3 separate regions of the Sus scrofa genome follow, and all the other regions are linked to region 1. The links are chromatin contacts, called in public HiChIP or PLAC-seq and promoter capture Hi-C maps. All regions are on one chromosome and are shown on one strand. Each heading gives the region's core, a stretch centred on a gene start, on an enhancer-like site or on the middle of the called end of the contact. The rest is flanking DNA. Distances are from core to core; before and after follow the strand shown. Region 1 holds the start of PDPR (pyruvate dehydrogenase phosphatase regulatory subunit, mitochondrial). Region 2 holds the start of CFDP1 (craniofacial development protein 1). Region 3 holds the start of ZNRF1 (a long non-coding RNA gene).

Region 1 (2,856 bases), core at 142-2,641:
ACGCCGGATCATTAACCCACTGAGCAAGGGCAGGGACCGAACCCGCAACCTCATGGTTCTTAGTCGGATTCGTCAACCACTGCGTCACGACGGGAACTCCTGCTAAGAAGAATTTCTGCTAAACAACCTCACTGCTGGGGCTGGTTATGCTCAGATCTGCTTACACCTAGAACAAGAGGACAGCCCCGACTCCCTCTGAGCTGTTCCTCTGCATGGCCACAGCACCCTGGAGAAATGGGCTGCTAGTCCCAAGGAAGACTGGGTAAGAAGACAGAGATGAACACATCATTTCCCACACCTGCCTCGGCAAGAGCCCCCTGGGACACCTGCTTTAAAACTCAAGTCACAGACACACTCTTCCTCCCAGAGTCCATCTCTTAACATTCTGATCCTGCTGGTTCAGGTTGCTGTTTTTTTCAACAAGTGTACCAGATAATCAGACTAGTTTAAGAAATGAATACAAATCCCTGTACAAATACAAATCCCTGGCCCTGGAAAAGTGTCCCTTTCACACAGGCTAACTCCATGTCCCGCATCCCCCTACACAAGCGAGGGCGAAAAAAGCTTGAAAATGCTTGAATCAAACCTCAGGGTCAAACACATCAGAACCAAGAGGTCAAACGTTAGTAGCGAGCTCACTGCCCCGGCCTGGACTTTCCAGGTAACTTCACTGCCGACTCCGCAGCAGTTTTACTAGTTAATTAAGCGCAAGCGGACCACGTTTCCACGCGGGAAAACAATTTCACCTGCAGACCTGGCCCAGCTGAACAAGCCTGACCCCCGCTGCGGAGGCTGGCGGGGGGGCGGTGTGCAAGCCCGAGGCGGGGCGCCAGGAACGAGGTCATTCCCGCCGTCCTGGGCATCCGGGCTAGGCTGAGGGCGCCTGGAAGAACCGGGGAGCCGGGCACCGGTCCGCTAGGCGCCACTGCCGCGGGTGAGATTAAGGAAGATCGGGCAACGCAGTGTCGGCCCGGGCGGGCGGAGTCCCGGCGCCAGGACGAGCCTGCGGGAGGACCAGGCAGAACCCACGGGAAACGAAGCGCGGCCGGGAGCCCCCAGCAGGAACGGGGGTGGGGGGCTGAGGGCCCCGTGGCGGCAAAGTCCGAGCAGACCCGGAGGCCAGAGCGGCCCCCGGAGCTTCTCCTTACCTCACCGGCCTCCACAAGCTCCGCAAGCAGCCACACCCCGGCTGAAGCAGGGAAGCGACCACAACAGTTGGCTGGGGTCCTGGGGGCCGGAAGGGGGGTGGGGACAGGGAATGGGAAGGGGGCGGGGCGGTGGGCCGAAAAAGTTCCGGGGAAGCTTGAGTCCGCGACCTTCCGCGCTTTACGATCCGTAGGAAGGGTACGGCAGCGCGTGATCCCACTCGCGCACGCGCGTCGTGACGTCATCGACTGCTCCGCCCCTGACACGTGGGGGGTTGTTTGGGTCCCGAGTGTCTCCGCTTGAAGGTGGGCGGAGGGGAACCACCGTCTCGACGAAGATGCAGTCGCACTGGAGGCGGGGTGTTTCAAAGTCGCTTTAGAACTGCAGCTTCGGACCTTACCGATTTCTACCGATGCAGCTGGGACGGCCAAGATGGCCGGAGCTTTGGTGGAGCCTGCGGAGGGCAGGGGTTCTCTTACCGCGCGCGCGAGGCGAGTCCTCAGGTCCGGTCCCACGTGTCTGCCGCCTAAGGACACTCAGTCCAGGGCCTAAAAAAGATTCTTGGACCGAAAGCTGCTCTGTTTTTGGCCGTTGCTGCGGTCTTCCTGGGCGAATCACTAGTACAGCGGATCAGGAATCTTTTCTGCTGTCCCCGCCCGATCTCAGAGGCAGTTTAAGAAGACCTGCGATCTGGGCACCTTGCTTATTAGCACATCACGCTGTTTTCTTTCCTTTATAGAACTTGTGCTAAAGTAAATTAGTTGACTACCTTTCCCAACTAGCTGCACACTCTGCCCTCTGACAGTAGACCCTAAATCTCCTATTCTGCTGTGTTCTCAGCGCTTAGCGTGTGGCACGTTATCCAGTAAATATTTCTTAGAATGGAAAGCGATCTAATGGTACAGGCTTCTCTCCACTTGGGGCCACACCCAAGCCCATCTCACCACTCAAACCAGTTGTGTTAAAGGATTGGCACTGTGCCAGGTGATGGGATTCAGCCGTGCACAAGAAAGGGCTTCTGCCACTAAAGTGTGGCAGTGAAGTTCCAGGGACCCCTGTGTCACCATGCCAGCCTGAAACTTGCACTTTATGCATTTTTACTTGCCAGTGAACTCACACAAGACAGCCCATTTGAGGTCTGGTTTCCCGGCAACAGACACTGCATTTTGCTACCCTGATGTATGAATGTTCAAGGCGTTCCTGGCTTCGGTGCAAGAAATGTACTTAAATGGTTCAGTTATGGGCTTAAAGCTTATGGTCACCAGCTGCTCCCAAATGAAGACATTATAGACTAACAGATCTGAGGCATATTCTTGCTAAGATGTACTTGATACCTAGATGTGGCAATTTCAGGAGGAAAATGTCACAAGTATTTATTTATTTATTTATTTAGGTCGCCGGCTGCATGCAGAAGTTCCCAGGCTAAGGATCAAATCAGCACTACAGTAGCAACCTGAACCACTGAAGTGACAATGCCACATCCTTAACCCATTGTGCCACGAGGGAACGCTGTCACAGTTTTTTGTTGTTGTTGTTCTTGTTGTTTGTGTGTGTGTGTTTTTTTTTTTTTTTTTTTTGTCTTTTTAGGGCCGCATCCAGGCATAGAGAAGTTCCCAGGCTAGGGGTTAAATTGGAGCTGTGGCCACAGCCACTGGAATGCCAACCCAAGCCGCATCTGTGACCTCCACCACAGCTCCTGTCAACTCTGGA
Region 2 (2,856 bases), core at 93-2,592, 960 kb after region 1:
GGCCTTACTCAGTGGGTTAAGGATCTGGTGTTGCCAGCTACACTACCTGTGGTGTATGTCACAGACTCTGCTCAGATGCCGCGTTCCTCTTACTGTGGAGTAGGATGGCAGCTGCAGCTCCAATTTGACCCTTAACCTGTGAACTTCCATGGTCCCCAAAAGCAAAAAAACATTCTAAGATAAAATAACTTAAAAAAGAAATATTTGACTATTTTTCAGCAGGTGCATACAAAACTTTGATTCAAATGAAAACTGGTTTTCAAATGATCACACTGGCAGATATGTAAAGACCAATGTTGGTGGACAAGGAATCTGAGAAACCAGCTGGGAAGTTACTTCAGGTCTTAGTGAAGAATAATAGTTGTTCAGTAAGAGTGAGATTGGAGAGAGAGTGATGAGAAACTCATTTTCCACACAGACACACTGGTTGGAACAAAAGAGAGGAAACAAGGACAACTCCTAGGCTTTTTTGGTTTTATTTTTCATCGGAGCTACTCTATAGGAAGATACTTATAATTTGATGGGGAAGCCTGGGGAAGGTGCAGGATGCCGGAAGGGGTAGGTCTGGGTGACGTTTATTTCAGCCTGGGTTCGGTTTTAGAAACCTATACAAAAACAAGGTCTGAAAAGAGAGAAATGGATACAGACATTGCAGAGAGGCAAAGGGTATCATTAAGTGAACTTGCTAACAAGAAGATCCCTCCTGCAGGCAGAAAGTGAAGATATCTATCTCTGCCGTGATGCCAGCGAGCAATTAATTCCCTGGGGGCGGAAGGTCTGGCGACAGACTGCCTTTCAGAAGACTGCAAGGTTGGTGAGGGTACGCGAAGACCGACCACCGCCAGCGTCCCCAGAGATAGGGCCCTGTTCACGTGCCAGTTCCCGAACTCCGAGAGGGGGCGTCGGCCGAAGTGAGGCCTCGAGAAAGGGCTGCGCGAGACAGCCCGGGGCACACATCCCGGGTCACGGGGGCCGCGCGGTACGAGGACGCGCGGCACCCGCGCCCGAGAGCCACCCGGGCCACCGGGCCCACGCACGGGAGCCAAGCGCGCCTCACGTGAGACGCGGGGCGGGGCAAGCTGCCTCTCGCCTCTAGCCGAGTCGCTCACCCGACGGCACGTAGTCCTCGTCCTCCTCCGAGGTGGAGAAGTCTTCGGAGTCGAATTCCTCCATATCGCTGCCGCACGAGGGGGGCTGAGTCGCAGGGCCGCAACAGCTGCCCCCAACGGCAAAGCTCTAGGGAGCCACCATAGAGCTGCGGCGGGGGCGGCGGCGGCGGCGGCTGGGGCGGCCCCCAGCCTCTGCACATGCGCAGAGAGTGTATGTGGTCGAATGCGACACTTCCGGACCAGTGCCTTCTGCTGGATGCTACTGTGGGGGTTGGCGGAACACGGGCTGGGCGCCGAAGCGGTGCATGCTGGAACTTGTAGTCTTCAGAGCTACCAGCTGCTTTGATTTAGTAAACATGCTTAAACTAAGTTTGTTTTGCCCGTGGGAATACGGCAGACCTTCATTACTCGCAGTTTGGTATTTTTGAAATCGCTTACTTGTTAAAATTTATTATCACCCCCAAAATTAATATTCGCGGTGCTTTCTGGGGTTATTTGCGGACATGCGCAGAGAGTGAAAATTTTTGAGTCAACCCAAGGTTTGTGGTACCAAGGTTGAAAGAGGCAGGCGGTCTTGCTTCTTCCGCTCGAATGCTGTAAATAAGTGTCCTTTTCGCAATCACTTTAGTGCCGCGTTTTTTGCATTTTTGTGCTTTTTGTTGGTGATTTCGCTGTTAAAAATGACCCCCGAGCGTGGTGCTAAGGTGCTGCCTAATGTTCCTAAGCGCAAGAAGGCTGTGATGTGCCTTCCGGGGAAAATACGAGTGTTAGATAAGCTTCGTTTAGGCATGAGTTGTAGTGCTCTTGGCCGTGAGTTCAATGTTAATGAGTCAACAATCCTTTACATCAAGAAAAAAAGAAAAGGAAATTCGCCGATCTGTACGTGAGGCTGCTCCGGAAAGTGCTGAAGTGACGTCTATAGTGGGGGTGAGGAAGCAATGGAAAAAATGGAAAAGCGGCTCAATTTGTGGATTCATGAGAAGACAACCGATAAAAAAGGTGTGGTGGACAGCACTGCTGTGAAGCTGAAAGCCAACGAAATTTACAGCCATGTTACCCAGGGTCAGAAAAATGTGAAACCGTCCTAGGCTAGTGCTGGGTGACTTGCACGTTTCAAAAGGCGATATGGGGTGAATAATGTTAAGCTTGCAGGTGAGACAAGTTCTGCAGATCAGGAGGCTGCAGAAATTTAAAAAATACTTGCTAAGTATTATAAGGAAAAAGGATATGTGGAAGAGCAGGTTTTCAATGCTGATGAGACTGGCTTATTTTATAAGGATGTTGGCAAAAGAACCTATATAACGCAAATGGCCTCCAAAGCCTCTGGCTTTAAATCTTTCCAAGACTATGCAACCCTGCTTTTGTGCACCAATGCCAAGGGTGACTTTAACTGCAAACCCCTAATGGTGTACAGAGCTCCAAGTTCACAAGCATTTAAAGGGAAAAGTGTGAACCATATGCCGGTCCATTGGAGGTGGAACAAAAAAGCGTGGATGACGTCTGATTGGTTCCAGAGTTGCTTCATACCAGAAGTTGAATACTATCTCCAGGACAGAAACCTTGCCTTCAAGATTTTGTTCATTTTGGATAATGTGCCCGTCCATTGCTGTGAAGAACTCACAAATGCTCACCCCAACGTAGAAGTTCTTTTCTTGCCCCCAAATGCTACGTCTCTCATCCAACCCCTGGATCAGGGCATAATAAAAGCCTTCAAGGCGCACTATACTAGGGAGCTTTACAGCAAGGC
Region 3 (2,856 bases), core at 131-2,630, 520 kb after region 1:
GGAACTAAATGATGCTCATAGCCAGCACTCAGCATTTGATAGATACTGAGCTTTCCCTGTAGCGCAAACAGGATCCATGGCTGCACTGGCGGCTTTGCAGCTATGTGTGTGGGGTGTGTGGATTCAAGCCCCTGCCCCCAGCAATGGGTTAAGGATCCAACATTACTGTAGCTGTGGCATAGATTGCAACTCTGGCTCAGATTCAATCCCTGGTCCAGGAACTCCACACGCCACCCGTGGCCAAAAAAGAAAAGAAAAGAAAAGGTGCTGAATGAATGAATGAATGAATGTTAGTGAGAATAAGAGAGATTGCAAAATTCAGACTTGGTCAGCAAATCTTTATTGAGTACCGGCTCTGTGATAGACCCTGTGGTGCATGCCAAGATAAATGGTGAACAAAACAGGGGTCCCACCGTGAACTAGAGTGTTTCTAAAATCACTAGTTCTAGCTGTATTATTCCATCTCATGTCCATATCTTTTCACTTTTTATCATACATCTAATGATCATCAGAATCACATTTTAGCTAAGGAATCTATCCATTTGATTAAGGACAAAATAGAAAGTTCTGATCTACTGTCAGCAAAAACTGGAGTCACAAGGGCCCCGGTGCTCCATTTACCCCCAACAACTAAGAATTCCCCAAATGCTAAGTTTCCTGATTTTTTTTTTTTTTTTTTTTTTTTTTTTTTTTGCCTTCTCTAGGGCCGCTCCCGCGGCACATGGAGATTGCCAGACTAGGGGTGAAATCGGAGCTGTAGCCACCGGCCTACGCAGAACCACAGCAATACAGGATCCGAGCCGCGTCTGCGACCTACACCACAGCTCACGGCAATGCCAGATCCCTAACCCACTGAGCAAGGCCAGGAATCGAAGCCGCAACCTCATAGTTCTTAGTCGGATTCGTTAACCACTGCGCCACAGCGGGAACTCCTAAGTTTCCTGATTTTTAGGGGTTCTTGGATGAGGAACCTCAGATAGAACGCATAGCATGTCCACCAGAGGGTGCTGTGGGGGCAAATTTGCGCCGGGTGGGGAGCTTGACCGCTGACCCTCAGAGCCAGGTAGGCGTCTCGAGTAATTTTTTTTCTTCCTTGGGTTTCCTTCCCACCCCTGGAACCATGGCCGCCCCTCGCCCCCCAGGTAGGTTCCCTCCTTTCCCAGTAAGCGGCTACTTTCGGGGGCTTAAAGAGTGCTTGCTTTGAAAAGACGCCTAGCTTTTGGTCCCGACGCCCCATGGCTCAGGCCCCTCAGGTCAGGGCGGATTGGGTGGGTGGGACTTCTCGGGCGCCCGCGGCCTTGCGCCGCAGGGGCGGGGAAAGGGTTAACCCGGCGGGAGGGGGAGGGGGGAGGGGGCGCGGGCCGCGCCTGCGCTCTGCCGCCCTCCATTGTCTCCACGGCGGCGAGGAGCGCCGGAGAGCGCAGTCCCGGACCAAGCAGGGCGGCGCGGCTCGCCGGGAAGGCGGCGGCTGCTGGAGCGGGCGCGACGCGACGCTATCACCGCTTCCCGAGCTCTGTCTGGCCTCCCAGCGCCGCGGCCCTCCCGAGGCCTGGAGGGGTCCGGGCCGCCGTCCATGGTCGCGGCGTCCTGAGGCGGGGGACGCGCCCGGCGCCCCCAGCCCTCCTCCGCCTCCTGCTTTCGGGCGGGCGGCCTCCTCCGGCGCCTCCCTGCGCCCGCCCGCCTGCTCGCCCGCCGCCTCCCTCCCTCCTTCCCTGCGGCTCCCCCGGCTTTCGGGAACCCGGGGGCGGCCTGTGGCGCGCCGAGCCCGCGGCGGACTGCGCCTCTTTGGACCTTGAGGGGAAACATGCGTTTGGCTTGGATCGGTTTAAATTCTTAGTTTGGGATCCCCGCCCGCCTGCCTCTTCCGCCCCGCGGGTTTTCTTTTCTCTTTTTCTTTTTTTTTGTCCTTTTCCACCTCCCAGTCTCCTTTTTGACTCCCTCCCCCTTTATGCTCGCCCAACCCTCCCCCGGTTGCTGAGAAGTGGGGGAGGGTCTCGGCCTCCAGGTTCCCGCCCCACCGGGGCCCGGGCGAGCATGGGGGGCAAGCAGAGCACGGCGGCTCGTTCTCGGGGCCCCTTCCCTGGGGTCTCCACCGATGACAGCGCCGTGCCCCCGCCGGGAGGGGCGCCCCACTTTGGGCACTACCGGGCAGGCGGCGGGGCCATGGGGCTGCGCAGCCGCTCGGTCAGCTCGGTGGCGGGCATGGGCATGGACCCCAGCACGGCCGGGGGGGTGCCCTTTGGCCTCTACACCCCCGCCTCCCGGGGCACCGGCGACTCGGAGAGGGCGCCCGGCGGCGGAGGGTCGGCGTCCGACTCCACCTATGCCCACGGCAATGGTTACCAGGAGACGGGCGGCGGTCACCATAGAGACGGGATGCTGTACCTGGGCTCCCGAGCCTCGCTGGCGGATGCTCTACCTCTGCACATCGCACCCAGGTGGTTCAGCTCGCACAGTGGTGAGTCTGCGGGTGGTGGAGGCCTCGGAGGGTGGAGTTCAAGGGAGGGCGCGCCGGGGCGCCCCACACCTTCGCGCGCGTGCGGGGATTTGGAGGTGGAGTGCGCGACCTGAATCTGTCTTCCCTTTGATTCCCGAAGCCAAGGGATGAATGGGATCCCTACCCTATAGAAAAGAGGCTTCCTGAGAGGCTGCGGAGCTGGGCGTATTAGGACTTCAGGCGTTGGTTCACTTGTGGATGCTTATTCAAGTCCCATTCATTGGCATCCTCAGCCTCAGAGAGGTCTGGTCTGGCTTTATAGCAAGTCGGCCTGGGTGCTTCCTTTCTTTTCCTGCTGCATTGTGCTTGCCTTACCTGGAACAGAGAGAGGGGTCCAACTTGACCAAGCGATGTCTCCC

Evidence for each region. Promoter capture Hi-C pulls out the DNA fragments that hold promoters and counts their contacts. HiChIP or PLAC-seq counts read pairs in DNA pulled down with a chosen protein or histone mark.
Region 2: an H3K27ac HiChIP or PLAC-seq map of alveolar macrophages shows a contact between it and region 1. The contact joins the promoter of CFDP1 here to the promoter of PDPR in region 1. A contact is called at or near these places in 1 of 5 promoter capture datasets (liver), 1 of 47 Hi-C or Micro-C datasets (heart right ventricle) and 1 of 2 datasets of contacts at active chromatin or transcription factors (alveolar macrophages).
Region 3: a promoter capture Hi-C map of fetal liver shows a contact between it and region 1, with 4 times the contacts expected there. The contact joins the promoter of ZNRF1 here to the promoter of PDPR in region 1. A contact is called at or near these places in 1 of 5 promoter capture datasets (fetal liver) and 1 of 2 datasets of contacts at active chromatin or transcription factors (alveolar macrophages).

The regions. Positions count from the first base shown.
Region 1 is chr6:13,185,912-13,188,767 of Sscrofa11.1, reverse strand. It overlaps PDPR (pyruvate dehydrogenase phosphatase regulatory subunit, mitochondrial), which reads right to left and starts at 1,391. Exons shown (of 20, transcript XR_002344509.1): 1 at 1,149-1,391.
Region 2 is chr6:12,222,187-12,225,042 of Sscrofa11.1, reverse strand. CFDP1 (craniofacial development protein 1) reads right to left here and starts at 1,342. Exons shown (of 7, transcript XM_021093775.1): 1 at 1,110-1,342. The coding sequence starts at 1,173.
Region 3 is chr6:12,667,331-12,670,186 of Sscrofa11.1, reverse strand. It overlaps ZNRF1 (a long non-coding RNA gene), which reads left to right and starts at 1,380. Exons shown (of 5, transcript XR_002344499.1): 1 at 1,380-2,458.